2 separate regions of the Mus musculus genome follow, and region 2 is linked to region 1. Evidence: chromatin contacts called from public HiChIP or PLAC-seq data. All regions are on one chromosome and are shown on one strand. Each heading gives the region's core, a stretch centred on a gene start, on an enhancer-like site or on the middle of the called end of the contact. The rest is flanking DNA. Distances are from core to core; before and after follow the strand shown. Region 1 overlaps Gfpt1 (glutamine fructose-6-phosphate transaminase 1). Region 2 overlaps Arhgap25 (Rho GTPase activating protein 25).

The links. HiChIP or PLAC-seq counts read pairs in DNA pulled down with a chosen protein or histone mark.
Region 2: a contact with region 1 is called in an H3K27ac HiChIP or PLAC-seq map of microglia, with 6 times the contacts expected there. The contact joins two enhancer-like sites. A contact is called at or near these places in 1 of 39 promoter capture datasets (second pharyngeal arch cranial neural crest), 1 of 115 datasets of contacts at active chromatin or transcription factors (microglia) and 2 of 9 other capture datasets (embryonic stem cells and pancreatic islet).

The regions. Positions count from the first base shown.
Region 1 is chr6:87,064,944-87,072,012 of GRCm38.p6, reverse strand. It overlaps Gfpt1 (glutamine fructose-6-phosphate transaminase 1), which reads right to left. Exons shown (of 19, transcript NM_013528.3): 10 at 5,226-5,389; 11 at 4,234-4,329. Among named protein-coding and RNA genes, the nearest start is that of Gfpt1, 26 kb to the right of the region's middle. Within about 2 kb of position 2,677, at least 93 of the 459 cell types and tissues checked have an H3K27ac peak or open chromatin away from gene starts, as enhancers often do. A contact at or near this core is called in microglia, where this site is marked.
Region 2 is chr6:87,506,631-87,514,067 of GRCm38.p6, reverse strand. The region is part of intron 1 of Arhgap25 (Rho GTPase activating protein 25); the gene reads left to right. Among named protein-coding and RNA genes, the nearest start is that of Arhgap25, 23 kb to the left of the region's middle. Within about 2 kb of position 2,872, at least 46 of the 459 cell types and tissues checked have an H3K27ac peak or open chromatin away from gene starts, as enhancers often do. A contact at or near this core is called in microglia, where this site is marked.

The DNA of each region.
Region 1 (7,069 bases), core at 1,428-3,927:
GCAGGTACAATCAAATATACAAAATGATTGTTTTCATTATGTCTAATAAAGCTACCTAGAAAATTACATTATGTTTATTTCTACAAACTCCAAACTATGGTAATCTATTTTTCTAAGAGCACTTCTTGTCTTCAAAGAGACTAAACTACTGCCAGACCCTGCAGCCACATTTACATTGTGCAGAGATCGTGTAGGACTATGCATCCACCCTGCTAGTCTATGTATACTCAGCCTGTTTAACCAACCTGCCTTTAAGAGAACAATGTAACCAACTCTACTATGTGTTGGATTTCCCATGCAATCAGCTTTACAACTTAGGCTCAATGCACAGCCTTACTCTTAGATTATGGACTCTTCCATGGTCGACCGAGAAGAATAATGCATGTGTACTGTAGCAATCATTGCTGAGAGCAGCAAACAGGTTGAAAGCAACCTTAAAACAAACAACACATAAATGTTGGGAGCAACGTGTGCACATAGCTCTATGACCGAATGGTGTTCTGAGTCAGTAAAGTAACTTTTGTTAGGGATAACACAACAAACAGAGAGATCAGACACAACAGAGAAGGAACAGGGACAGACAGATCAGTCCTATAGGACAGACATGCTGCCAAGAGGCCACTAGCCACAATGGAGAAGCAGAACTCAAACTTGAGGTTCTTGGTCAAACTACTCCAAGAGGAAGTTCCTGTTCCCATTCCTTAATGCAACAGTGATGCATTTTGGTCCCTCAAGCCACCCCTCAGTCCAGAGAGGTTTTTTTTAATGTGGTACTGATGTGCATAGAATCCTGCAGTCCTGTTTGTATGCAAGCCCTCTTTTCTCTCAGTCTTTGCCATGGCTACTGACTTAACAGTTCAGTTCCAATGTTGGCCTCACTTGGACTGCTGGGACATCTCTCCTCTGCCCACCTACTGAAATCCATTGGATCATCTCTGAAGATGGTGATGGTGACAACAATATTCTCTCAGCAAGTGTGAAGACCTAATTTGGATCTCTAGCACTCACATAAAACGTTGGGCACAATGACAGGTGCCTGTAATCCCAGCATTACGAAGATGGAGACCGGCAAGTCCCAACATTAGGAAGGTGGAGCCCAATGACCAGCCAGTGCAGCCAGTCAGTAAGCCCCAGGTTCAGGAGATAAGGTGAAAGGTACTGAGAAAGGCATGCGACAGTGACCTCTGACCTCCACATTCACACAGACACACTTGCTCACATGTATTAGCCTCCCAGTCCCCAGACACCACCAAAGTAGAAACCAAACAAAGCAACAACAAAACTTGCTGCTGGTTTCCCAAATGACTTGGACTATAAACCACACTATTCATGTTTTCCAGGTCCCCTGTGAGCATTTCCAGGTTAACTTCTGTGCCTGCTCTTAATCAAAACACAGTGTAAGAGTACAGTGTTTGCACAGGTCTTGGTGTGCGCTACACTTTAGGAAGTATGATGTGTGTTCTATTGGTAAAATACTGTGTGCTGTTTGAATCCACTGAGAAACTGCCTCTGGAAATGGGGTTTTTCCCACCCCCCCACCCCCCACCATTTCAGGCCCAAGAATGTTTGTTCTCTCCAATCTGAAGACAGAATAGCCTTCTAAACACTGTGATAGGCACGAGAAAAAAACAGCCTAAGGAAAGCCATGGGAACAGCTCCAAGGAAAAACTATTTCTAACAGATGTTACTACTGTTTCCCCATAACAAACAAGTGTGTGCAGAGGGAAGGAAAAGCTGAAAAGTTAGAACCACCTCACCATCCCAGGTCTGTTTCTGCTCTACCCAATTTGACAATGCCCACTCTTGATACTCCGAAGCCTCCCCTTACTTGAGGGACCATTTTACCCTGACTAAACTCCAACTGACTGGGTTACAGAAGCCTTCCCAGTCAATTTCTGCTAGACATTTTGATATTTTGTTCTGTCTGTCTATCCATCATTTTCTACTGATTCTTTTCCTTTGGCTTGCCATATACTTCAGAAACTCAGCCATACAAAACCAAATGGATGGCTATAAGACAGAAAAAAAAACAAAAAACAAAAAAACAACGCCTGGAGGCTGGGGTGAGTCATACTCCATATAAAACAGACAAATTACATGAGGAGGGCGCACCTTTAAATCAAGAGGCAGCTGGAGATATGTGAGTCTAAGGCTGGCCTGGTCTTCAAAAGTGAGTTCCAGGCCATTTGGGACTATATAACACCCTACCCCTCCTCCCAAAAGAGCAGACAGTCTACCAGAGAAGGTAGTATTGCAGATGGAGATCAAGAACAGGCATGTTAAGACATGTTTCCTAAACTTAGTCAAGCAAATTCCCTGATGGCTTTTAGGCTAATTCTAGGAGTCCCCCAAGGTCTGAAATGACTTATGTACAATGTGTGAGACCCAGGCAGGCCTCTTGCTGCTCCTGCCTCAGCCTGCCAAGCATGTCATAATCTGGATAATGCTTTAGTCTAACTCTGACAACACAGCCATAACTAAGAAATAAATAGAAAGACTGCTTAGGAGGTGGGGTTCCTCAGGAGCGTCACTGAAGGAACACACCCATGAGTGACTGGCAATGTGACCTTTGGCAAACATTCAGCTGACAGTTCTGACGTCCCCGAGAACTCCTATCCTGTTTACATTAGACAACTCATATGCACGTAATACACGTAAGAGTTTTAAACACAGTAGCTGTCTCAGCGCTGGTGTATGACTCAGAAGGAGACGACACACATAGCACATGCAGGGTCCTAGTTTTGTTCCCCAGGATGTGGCACAGAGGGATTAAGACAACACAGTAACCACAGGAATAAAGGCATACCATGAAGTTCTCAAAGTCGGCCTCATTCTCTTCGCTTAGCAAACAGGTCTTTTTCCTGACTTAAGTTCCACGAATCCTTTGAGCACTGTGCTCTGGCCCTGGGTCTCCTCCCTCACAGATCTATGTGGTCCTCACGGTCCCACTCCTATTGCTCCTGTCTCCCCATTCTTCCTCTTTTCACTGTGCTCAGACAGATCGACATCGTACTGCTATATATAACCCAGGCTTTCCCTTCCCTGGCACCTACAGACCAGATAGCACCCAGACTTTAAAAGCTAATCAGCTTCCATAACAGAGGTGCCCCCTGAGCCCACCATCCACCTCCTCAGGACAGTTCCTCTCCCCAACTTTCCTAAACTGACTTTTATAATTCTTCAAATCCTAGACCTGAGACATACCCTAAACTACTGAGCATAAGCATAACAGAGCATAAGCCTCCTCATGGCTTTCACACCAATGCCCTCAGCTAATGCTCTTCCAGGCAGCCCAGTGTTCCCATCTGACCTCCACTTACTTACATCTTCCAAGCCTACACCTTCTTACATCGCGAGGCTTCCCCTCATCCCAACATCCCTTTCCTAAATTCAATACTAAACTTTAAACACTTTCTAGTGCTTGGATCATATTTTACATTTATTTAAATTGTTAATTATATATTCATATGATTAAATTATTAAGGGCAAGACTACATCAGAAACTCTGCTATGGTCTACTCCTGTGACATGAGTTGGAGACTAGAGTCTAGTCATGCGGTATCTGTAAGCTGCTGTGGTGTGTGCTCTAGAGACCAGAGCTGCTCTCTGACTTCTGCTTTCAACATGGAGCAAAGTGCAAACATGAAAGACCTCTGCAGAAGTTCGTGTTTTGCTACTTATGACAGAAACCTAGGGGCTGGAAAGATGGCTCAATGGTTAAGAGCACTTGCTGTTCTTGCAGAGAATTTGGGTTCTGTTTCCAGAGCACACATGATGGCTCCCAACTATATCAAACTCCTGTTCCAGTTCCTCTTCTAATCTCCAAGAGAATCAAGCACAAATGTGGTACACATATTATACAGACAGGCAGGCAAAGTGCCCAAGGTCTGATAACCACAGCAAGAACCTAGTGTGTGACTGTCACCTCGTAGTGGGATTATGCACATTCACACTGTGAGCCCCAGCCCTGCTATCCAACTCTAGAACTCTCCCACATACCCAGTGAAAACTACCTAGGAGACCATGACTCTCCACCATTCCCCAGCACCTGTCCCCACCAGCCCACTTTCTGTCCCCAAATCTGAGCTGACTCAACCAATACACAGTGCAATCGCACTTTGATACCTGGCAATCTTAGCTGTTCCACAAATCTATAAGAAGGACAATAATTTGTCAGGTTGCTAATGGCACTCCCCCAGGAGACTTAAATGACAAAATATAAAATGTCATTACCAGTGTAGTCATCAAAATTGACTCTTCCTCTCATTGTGTTCACAACAGATTCTGGCTGCTCAAAAATTTCCTTCTGCATAAATGAACTAAAGTTGCCTACAAAAATAAAAATTATATAATTAAAACAACAGTAAATAAGCTAAGCAATCTGTACACAATCAACTACCTCTTCAATATAAACACACTATCTCAAGGTAATCTTGAGAGATGAAACAAAGGCCATGCAACAAGGGATTTTCATTCAGACTGACTTCCTAAAAGCCTGGATGAGTATTTCCACTCTACATGAGAAACGAACAAGGAAGAAAGCCACTTTATTTGCTTAGTAGCTAAAATTCATAGTTATATGAATAAGGGCAGAGGATAAATTTTTGAGTCAAATTTAAGTTCAAATGATCAAATTAACCTTTACTATGTCAACCGGGAAAACTCCTTACTTATAAGTAAGATCAGTATTTACTTCCTTGAATGAACTGTAGTATGGCTCATGGAACTTTGAGGACAGTAGCTCTATGATATAATCCCTACTACAGCACTGTCAGAAAGGAGAATAAAAACCCTAACAGTTAACGGCAGTACACATTATGTGGGGCACACAGGTATCAGGCACTATTTATTCTAAGAGCTTGTGTAGATCAGCCTTCTTGATCCTCAAACCTTAGTGTGATAGAGTCTATTTCTCCCTCTCAATACATGAGAAGGCTGAAGCACAGAGAGATATAACAAGAGTACTGAACAGCCATGAGGCATTCGTACCCTTACAAAGCATCTTTCAACATTTGGTACCCCCTCCTTCTTACAAAGTTAAAAACAGACCACGAGTTAGATTCAACAACTATTCTAAGACCAGCAGGCCGTTTCTCTAGAGTCATCCCTTTCCAGGTTGACCATCCACTCATCATGTGGAAGACTCCACAGCTTCATCAGCCATAACGGAAGTAGAGGCTTCCTTTCTTGAAGCATCCCAAGTCCTAACATGACAAGGTACTCACCCTTCATGATCTGCTGGAGCTCCATCTGGAGAGTTTGCACAGCTCGGCCAGGATGGTCTCCTGCAGTTCGTTTAATTCGGTGGATAGAGAGACGGCCATCCACCACTGCTGCAACATCATCATCTTCCAGAAAGATGACACGATTGGTGTGCTCTATCACGGCACTACAAAATGGTCAAGGAGATGTTATCAATAACCAGATAGAATGCATGGACCAAGCTCAAACATCAACTCTCATCTTTTTTTTTTTTTTTTTTTTTTTTAAAGATTTATTTATTCATTTTATGTAAGTACACTGTAGCTGTCCTCAGACACTCCAGAAGAGGGCGTCAGATCTTATTACAGATGGTTGTGAGCCACCATGTGGTTGCTGGGACTTGAACTCCGGACCTTCGGAAGAGCAGTCGGGTGCTCTTACCCACTGAGCCATCTCACCAGCCCTCAACTCTCATCTTATACCACGTGTAATGCCTTCGCTTCCTACAGGGCCGTATTAAACATGTGGTCACTGTGAACAAAAGAGTGAAGGGGCCCTTTACATAGCAACCTAACCAGCAGCTCATCAAAAGGAAAATGCAAGGCTATTTCTGCTTCCTGCCAACTCTCACCTAAGTCTGCCATTTTAACCGCTAAGTGTTTCTGAACGCTACCTTCCATGTCACTGCCACTGCTGAGTACAAGCTGTCATCAGCTCTGGCTGGCTTCTGCAGCATCCCTAAGTATCCACTACTTTCTCTCACCCCTCTGTTCTCTTTTCTGCCCAAGTCAACAGCAAAAGGTGATGCAAATCAAGAGAATTATTTCCCTCACCCAACAAATCATTTTTCAGCCTTCTTCTGGCACTCAGGAGAACCTCAAACTGCCATGCACATCCCAGCAAGTGTCCTTGATTCTCTTCAAGCTGCTTGACGCCCTTTGCGCCCTTTGCAAGCTCATAGTGAGTGCTCATCCCATACCTTTCACCTAAGCATCTCCTGATCCCCTCAGCTCAGATTGAGCTTCGTTGTCTTAAAAAAAGATCTGTCGGGCGTGGTGGCGCACACCTTTAATCCCAGCACTTGGGAGGCAGAGGCAGGCAGATTTCTGAGTTCAAGGCCAGCCTGGTCTACAGAGTGAGTTCCAGGACAGCCAGGGCTACGCAGAGAAAGCCTGTCTCAAAAAAAAAAAAAAAAAAAAAAAAAAACAAAACAAAACAAAAAAAAACAAAACCAAAAACCAAAAACAAAACAAAACAACAAAAAAAGATCTACTAACAAGGGGTTAAGGGAGCATGCTATAGGAACTGTGTAGCTCTTGTCACAGTAGGAACTCCACATAGATGCTTTAAAATGTGTCTCCCCTACTATGGCAGTCCAAGTAGTACTTTTATTGTACCATTCTCCTGAGACTAGCATATGGTGTTGTAGGATGTTTGATAACACTGTGAACCTCAAGATTGTGGTATTTACTGAAAGAAACTGTTTCCAGTTGTAATGTGGCTCAGCCCTCAACACACGCCTTTAATCCTTCCAGCTGGAATACAGACATGCCCTTACTACAAACCTTTAATCCCAAACAATGAAAGTAAAGTTAGTTTGTAGAGGGAAGCATGCATGTTTGAAAGTGATGTCTAATTGAGAGGCAGACAAAGCGACAAATCAGAGAAAGATTTGACAGACTAGGATATACTCAATTCTCAGGAGAAGAGAGAGAAATGGGAAGCTACTTAAGACAGCAGTGCAGAGAAGGGTGGGGCTGGGGGAGGGGTCAGTTTTCCCAGAACAGTTCTATAGAGACAAGTTGTAGAGAGAACAAGCTAGACCCAGGTGAAGACAGAACAAGTCAGAGAATGAGAAGAAGCCAGA
Region 2 (7,437 bases), core at 1,623-4,122, 440 kb before region 1:
CTGAGAAGCTTACAGGATCCCTAGATAACATTGATAGCAGGCCTACAATCAGGATCTCCTTCCCTTTGCGCTCAAGGCTGGTTTCAGTGAGTACACCCCTCCAGAGGTTGTATGAAGAAATGCATATGAACACACAAATTCCCAATGAGGTCTGCAACCTCAAAGGGTAAAAACACTGCTGTAAGTTTCTAAGTGCAAAGAAAGCCCTTGCAAGCTGGACAAGTGGCCCACACCTCTCACCTAGGGTGTCTTCTGGATATTACATGTAAGGGAACACAGAAGAAACGACCAGGCTGGTGGGAAAGCACGACATGGCTTCCCTAGCTCTGTCTTGTTTTTCTAGTCTAAACTCCATGGGCTGGACCACTGCAAATGATAACTGGTGGAGGAAGTTCCTAGGACTGTTTGAGCTGCTTTTAGTTGGTTAGTAGTGGACCAACAGGTTCCAGTTGGCCACTGTTGGCAACCTCTGTGAACCTATGCTGGCAGGAGCCACCAGGTGGCAGCAAGCCTCCCAGAGTAGCAGCCTGTGCAGGTGGCCAGCAGCCTCTTCCTTAGTGAGACATCTTAGCGAATCTAAACTGTTCTAGCTGCACCCCATTCCCTTCTCAGAGGAAAGCCTGGCATTGATTAGATACTGGGTCAGGCTAATACTGGCAGCCGAACTAGTAATAGTGACCTATCTTCCAGAAGAGCCTTCCATTGGGTTGGCAATTTTGATCTGGGCCCCGGGACATCTGGCGGATCTCACTGATGCTGGCGCCTTGGCGCCGATTATGCAGCCGATTAAGTTATTTGGAATGGTGAGTTCATGGGTGGTTTGAGTAGATGCATCCAAACTTGCCCAATAGCCTTTCACCTCTGGAGAGCTGGAGCCAATTCCGGCAAATCCCACCCTGCCGTGCATCATGGCAAAGTGAGACTGTTGTCTTGTCAACTGGTTCAGCTTGGCCAGAACAGTGTAGGTTTGCTCGTAACCCCCTTCTGCTGTTTTCCCATGATCCAACTGTGTGATTTCAGGTTTTAAATAGTTTGTAAGTGTTCAGTTTCTACACTTTATCATCCACTAAGAATTTAAAGAAAAATCACATTCTCTGTTCAGCCGTTAATGCTGGGATCCATATTTAGTTTTATAAGCTTTTCCCTGTTTTTAGTTTCGTTTGAGTTCTTTGGCTCATGGATTTTATTTTCTGTTTGTCGATAAGAAATGTAAGAGTAGAATGTTAATAAATTTCATTTTAGTTCTGTAATGTCAAGAATTTAAGAATTAAAAAAATGGATTGGTTAAAAATGAAAAAAAAAGACATAGTAGTGTAGGAATGAATTTTGAATTTTATTTATTGTTGCTCTTCCTCACTGTTGAGGGAAGGGAATGTACTGCCCCAGGGTCACATATTTGGTTCTTATGAAGGGCAGGTAGAAAAATCACCCTCCATATCCGTACATGTAGAAGAGAGAAAGACATGGGGGTTGTTTCTGACAGACAGCGATTACGATGAAGTGCTACAAATATCTACCTAGAGGTTTTCTATAACTATGATGCATTGTCTCTCTGAGGCAAATATTGAGGCGTGGGCACACTGAGAAGTCTGAGTTTAACTCTATGAGACACTTGTCAGCAGTCATTTGCCCATGTGGCAGCATCATTTCCTGTCTGACCAGCCTCCTAAGAAAGCGTCCGCTTCTTGCTTAGCAGTCCTTGATATAAGGTTGCCATTACATTTTACCCTATTTATTCTAATGTGTTTGTATTAGTACCCTACTGTGGTTTTATTTTACATATCGTACTAGCATCTTTTCATCTAACAAAGTGACAGTTCAAATATTTTGGTCATTTTAGAAATTGACCTGTTTTCTCAGGGATAAGTTTTGAGTGTGCCTCTCCTCCCTTCTTCTCCCCCTCCTCTTTCCCCTCTTCCTCCCCTCCCCTCCTCCTCCCCCCTCCTCCACTTCCTCCCCTTCCCCCTTCCCTCTTCCCCCTTCTCCCTTCCAGCCTTCCCCCTCTCCCCTCTCTTTTTTTCTTTTTTGAATTGCATTTTATTGAGTACATTGTAAGAGAGCAGCAGGCTGGGAAGTAGGTGGATTACCACCTACAGTCAAGAGTCTACTAAAGTAGATTCTAAGTACATCTTTAGTCAGATGTGTGACCAGAGTTACTTTCTCCCTCTCTGTTACCTGCTTTTCAATCTCTCATGTATATCAAAGAGTGAAAAGCATTGATCCTGGTGGAATCTAGTACCACAGTTTTCCTATGTGGATTATGGTTTTAGTGTCAGGAGTTGGTCTTGGTCATCTTAGCCCAGGATACTCTGTGAAGAACAAATGCATTCCATAAATATTAGGGATTCGGAGTCTTTCCTTCAGCTACTTCCTGCAGTGGCTTATAAACATCTTCTTTTGTTTTTTCCCCATACTAGTACTGCCCACAAGAACATACCCACAATCAGGCATAACAAATATGGATTTCCCATCTGACCGCTCAGCCTTCTGTCCCCAGGCCTCCCCAAGATCACAGAAGCAGCATTTTCTAAAGTATCATTTACTGCTCAGATGGAGCAGCCAGTGCACATTTTATAGCAGAACACTCTGGAACATCACTGCATCCTCTGGAAGCTCATGCCCCAAATATTCTACTCCCAAAATAACAAAACTCAGTCACCTATCAACTGACATTTCAGATTTTAGGCACCAAGCCGTTTGTTTGTTTGTTTATATTTGTGCCGTGCAGCATCTTCCTACATACGAAAGGAACAGATATTCTTAGAGGCTTTTCTTGAATCTAAGTGCAACTTCCTCTTCCTCCTCCTCCTCCTGGATCTGATTTTAAACCAGCTCTGTTCATAGCTGGTTCAATGCCAAGGAAGAGAAGGAGAGGAGGCAGTGGCTGCTCTCAGAGTCAGGAGACTAATGAGTCATCCGGAGCACAGTTGCCTTTCCCCTCATCTTAGTCTCAGTTCACATAAAAATATTTACTTTTGCTATCAAGATGGCTCCCTGGTATTTGCCACATAAACCTGGTGACTTGAGTTTGACTTTCATCTAGATTGTACAGAGGAAGAAGAGAACAGTTGCCCTCTGACCTCCATTTATACACATATACACTGACAAGTGTACAGATGCTCACATGTATGCATGCATGCACACATTCATCATACACACTAAATAAACAAACAAACAAACAAACAAACAAACATACACACACACACACACACACACTTGCTATTTTCCTAAATTTACCCCAACTCAGTTTATTATAAAATACATGAGCTGTTTTATTTTTGACATATTCCTATTTTTTGGCTGGACTTAGTTAAATGGAACAATTCCCTGAAACATAAAGGAAACTGGGCCAATGACAGAAGCACCAGAGATCTGTGTCCCCACCTAGGGAATCACCTTTGCAGAATCCACCTAGTGCAGCCATCTTGGATTTCTGGTGTCTCATGGAGGTCTCAGTTTTCCAGGAGAAGGTTTGGGTGCTAAATTTCATTTAATTTTGGTAAATTCAAGATCTTGAAACATGAGTATTGTCTTAGTCAGGATTTTCTAGAGTCACAGAACCTCTCTCTCTCTCTCGAATTTATTGGAATGATCTTCAGACTTCAGACCAGCTCATTAAACAATGGCTAGCTGGGTGCTGCAAGTCCAAGAATAGAGTAGTTGCTCAGTCCCACAAGGCTGGATGTCTCAGCTGGTCTTCTACCTGTTTTGGAATCTCAAAGAAGTAAACTCCAATGTCAGTGAAACAGTGGGTGTCCTAGCAAGAGGAGGACAAACAGGCAAAGAGAAATATTCCTTACTCTATGTCCTTGTATAGACTTCTAACAGAAAGTATAGTCCATATTAAAGGTGTGTCTTCTTGACTCAAGATCCAAATCAAAGGTGTGAGTCTTCCTGCCTCAAAGGTCCTGACTAAAAATGGATCCACCTACTTCAAACCAAGCAGAAAATCTTTTAAAGGTGTTCCCTACATTTCTGGATTGTTCAAGCTGGCAACCAAGAATAGTACCACAAGTACCAACCTGTCTCTCGCCGCCACCCCTGTGCCAGGCAGCTGGGAGTACATGCCCTGGGCAGCTTGTGCTGCCTGCTGGATCAAAGAGACTGGATCATCAAATGACAGAAATCTGTGCTCCAGGCAAGCCAGGGGCAGTCATTTTTGTTTACTCTATTCTACTCCAGCACTGTGTGAGCCTCCCTATTTGATTATTGACTTTCAGAAAATTTAAAGGCCCATGCTTTTGAATTGACTTTTCAAACTTCTGATTTTTTTTCAAATGAAATAGCCTGTGACATTTACAATAGACAAAATTTTAAAAGCCAGAAACCCAACACCTGAAGAAGGGGAAAATCTGAATTCCAGAGTAGTGTTTTCAAATGCTGAGTTTGCGCTTTCTCTGTCACTGTCTCTCTGTCTCCATCTCTATCTCTCTCTTCTTTTTTTTCAAGAACAACAAAATAACAAAGTATATGAAGAAACATTAAAGTATGATCTATTCAAAGGAGGAAAATAGATCATCATAACTTATCCGTGAAAAGAAGATAGAAAACATAAAAGGAAATGAAAAGAAATGCTGAAGCTAAAAATCATACATAAATGAAATGAAAATCTTACTAGAGTGTTTTGAAACCAGATATGAGAAAGAAAGAGAATCTGCAAACTCAAGGGTGAGGCATTGGAAATAGTCAAGTTTGAGGAATATAAGCCACATTAGAGGAAAGTGCTCAGAGCCTAAGGGATCTGTAGGTCATGAGTCAACAGAGAAATACACTCATTGTTTGAGTCTCAGGGGAAGAGAGAAAGGGGAAGAGAGGATGTCTAAAGAGCAATGACTGAAAGCTTCCCACACTTGATGAAGGACATGAATATAAAGAACCATGATGCTGAGTTAACTACAAGTGTGATGAGCTTAGGGCCCGCAAAGATGCGTTAGGATGCGTTACAGCTGAACTTTCAGAAAAGAGTGGTAAAGAGAAATTTAAAAGCAGGTGGAGAGAAGTGACTGATCACCTACAAAGGACTCTCAATACGATCATGAGACATTTCTTATCAGAAGCTTTTGATCTGATGATGAATTCAACCTTCTAGAAAGAGGAGGAACTGTTGATCAAGAATCTTTTTTTTAATTACATATTTTCCTCAATTACATTTCCAATGCTATCCCAAAAGTCCCCCATACCCCCCCCCACTCCCCTACCCACCCATTCCCACTTTTTGGCTCTGGCGTTCCCCTGTACTGGGGCATATAAAGTTTGCATGTCCAATGGGCCTCTCTTTCCAGTGATGGCCGACTAGGCCATCTTTTGATACATATGCAGCTAGAGTCAAGAGCTCCGGGGTACTGGTTAGTTCATAATGTTGTTGCACCTACAGGGTTGCAGATCTCTTTAGCTCCTTGGATACTTTCTCTAGCTCCTCCATTGGGGGCCCTGTGATCCATCCAATAGCTGACTGTGAGCATCCACTTATGTGTTTCCTAGGCCCCGGCCTAGTCTCACAAGAGACAGCTATATCAGGGTCCTTTCAGCAAACGCTTGCTAGTTTATGCAATGGTGTCATCGTTTGGAGGCTAATTATGGGGTGGATCCCTGGATATGACAGTCTCTAGATGGTCCATCCTTTTGTCTCAGCTCCAAACTTTGTCTCTGTAACTCCTTCCATGGGTGATTGTTTCCAATTCTAAGAAGGGGCAAAGTGTCCACACTTTGGTCTTCGTTCTTCTTCAGTTTCATGTGTTTTACAAATTGTCTCTTATATCTCAGGTATACTAAGTTTCTGGGCTAATATCCACTTATCAGTGAGTACATATCATTTGAGTTCTTTTGTGATTGTGTTACCTCACTCAGGATGATGCCCTCCAGCTCCAACCATTTGCCTAGGAATTTCATAAATTCATTCTTTTTAATAGCTGAGTAGTACTCCATTGTGTAAGTGTACCACATTTTTTGTATCCATTCCTCTGTTGAGGGGCATCTGGGTTCTTTCCAGCTATGGCTATTGATCAAGAATCTTATATCCAGCAAAACTATCCTTCTGTAATGCTCACTCAGCTCAGATAAAGGTGCCTGCCACCCAACCAGATAACCTGAGTTCAATCCCTGGAACCCACCTGGTGAAAAAAAAAAGACCTGACCCCTGAAAATTGTCTTTTGACCTTCATATACGCTCTTCATACACACACACACACACACACACACACACACACACACACACACACACACACACACACACTAAATAAAAAGTGTTTTTAAAAAGTGAGAGAGGGGGGCTGGTGAGATGGCTCAGTGGGTAAGAGCACCCGACTGCTCTTCCAAAGGTCCGAAGTTCAAATCCCAGCAACCACATGGGGGCTCACAACCACCCGTAATGAGATCTGATGCCCTCTTCTGGTGCGTCTGATGACAGCTACAGTGTACTTACATGTAATAATAAAAAAAAAAGTGAGAGAGATGGTAAGACATTCCCAGAGAAACAAAAGTTAAGTGAATTCATTAGTCTCATCCTGCAAGAAGTTCTAAATGAGGTCTGGAAGGTCAAAATGGAAGGTCATAACCATAACTCAAAGACAACAAAGACATACAGACCTCAAAAGATGTGTGTGACCTACAATTATTAAAGCAACTTATAACAGTGCTGTGAAACTATAACCTTATTTCTGCATAATTTGAAATGTTAAAGATCACTCTAGATGCTATCATAATTGCAATTTTAGTTTATAAACTATACACTCTTCTTAATAATTTAATGGATTTAAAACCTTTAAGATTAAAATTTTGTAATTTTCTTGGAATTACAAGTTATATAATGCAATTTGGTGCCATTTAAGAACTGAAGACAAAGGGACAAAGGCATTAAAAGCAGCATATGCATATTATTAAAGTTAAGTTGGGATAAATCAAAATTAGAATGGAATATGTTTGGACTGTTAAACACAAATCTGATGTCAGTATAAAACAGTTAAATAACATATGCAAAAGAAAATAATAAATCTATACCTTTTGCTGTAAAAATTCAATTGAAGAAGATAGTCCGTCAGAAAATGAGGGACCAGATGCTATAAATGATGTGAGAAATGAATAGCAAATGTACAGAATTAAGTCCCACATCATCTACGATTATTTTGAATGCATTTTTCTGAATGAAAAAGAAAACATGACCCAATAATGTGCTGTCTGTGTACACAAAACGACAGAAGATTAAAAGTGAAAGCTTTACGACACCTTCCCTGCAAATACTAACTGAAGTACGAGGACAACTATACTCACAGTCATCAAAGTGCTCTGGACCTGCGGAGAGGCCGTAGAGGAGCCGGAGCAAGGCCTCAAATAACTGAAATCAAAACTAGAATTGGAGACAGTGCCACCTGTTTCACAGACACACAATATAAGTACATTGGACAGTTACATACCTACCAGCCAACTCCATAACTAGAATAG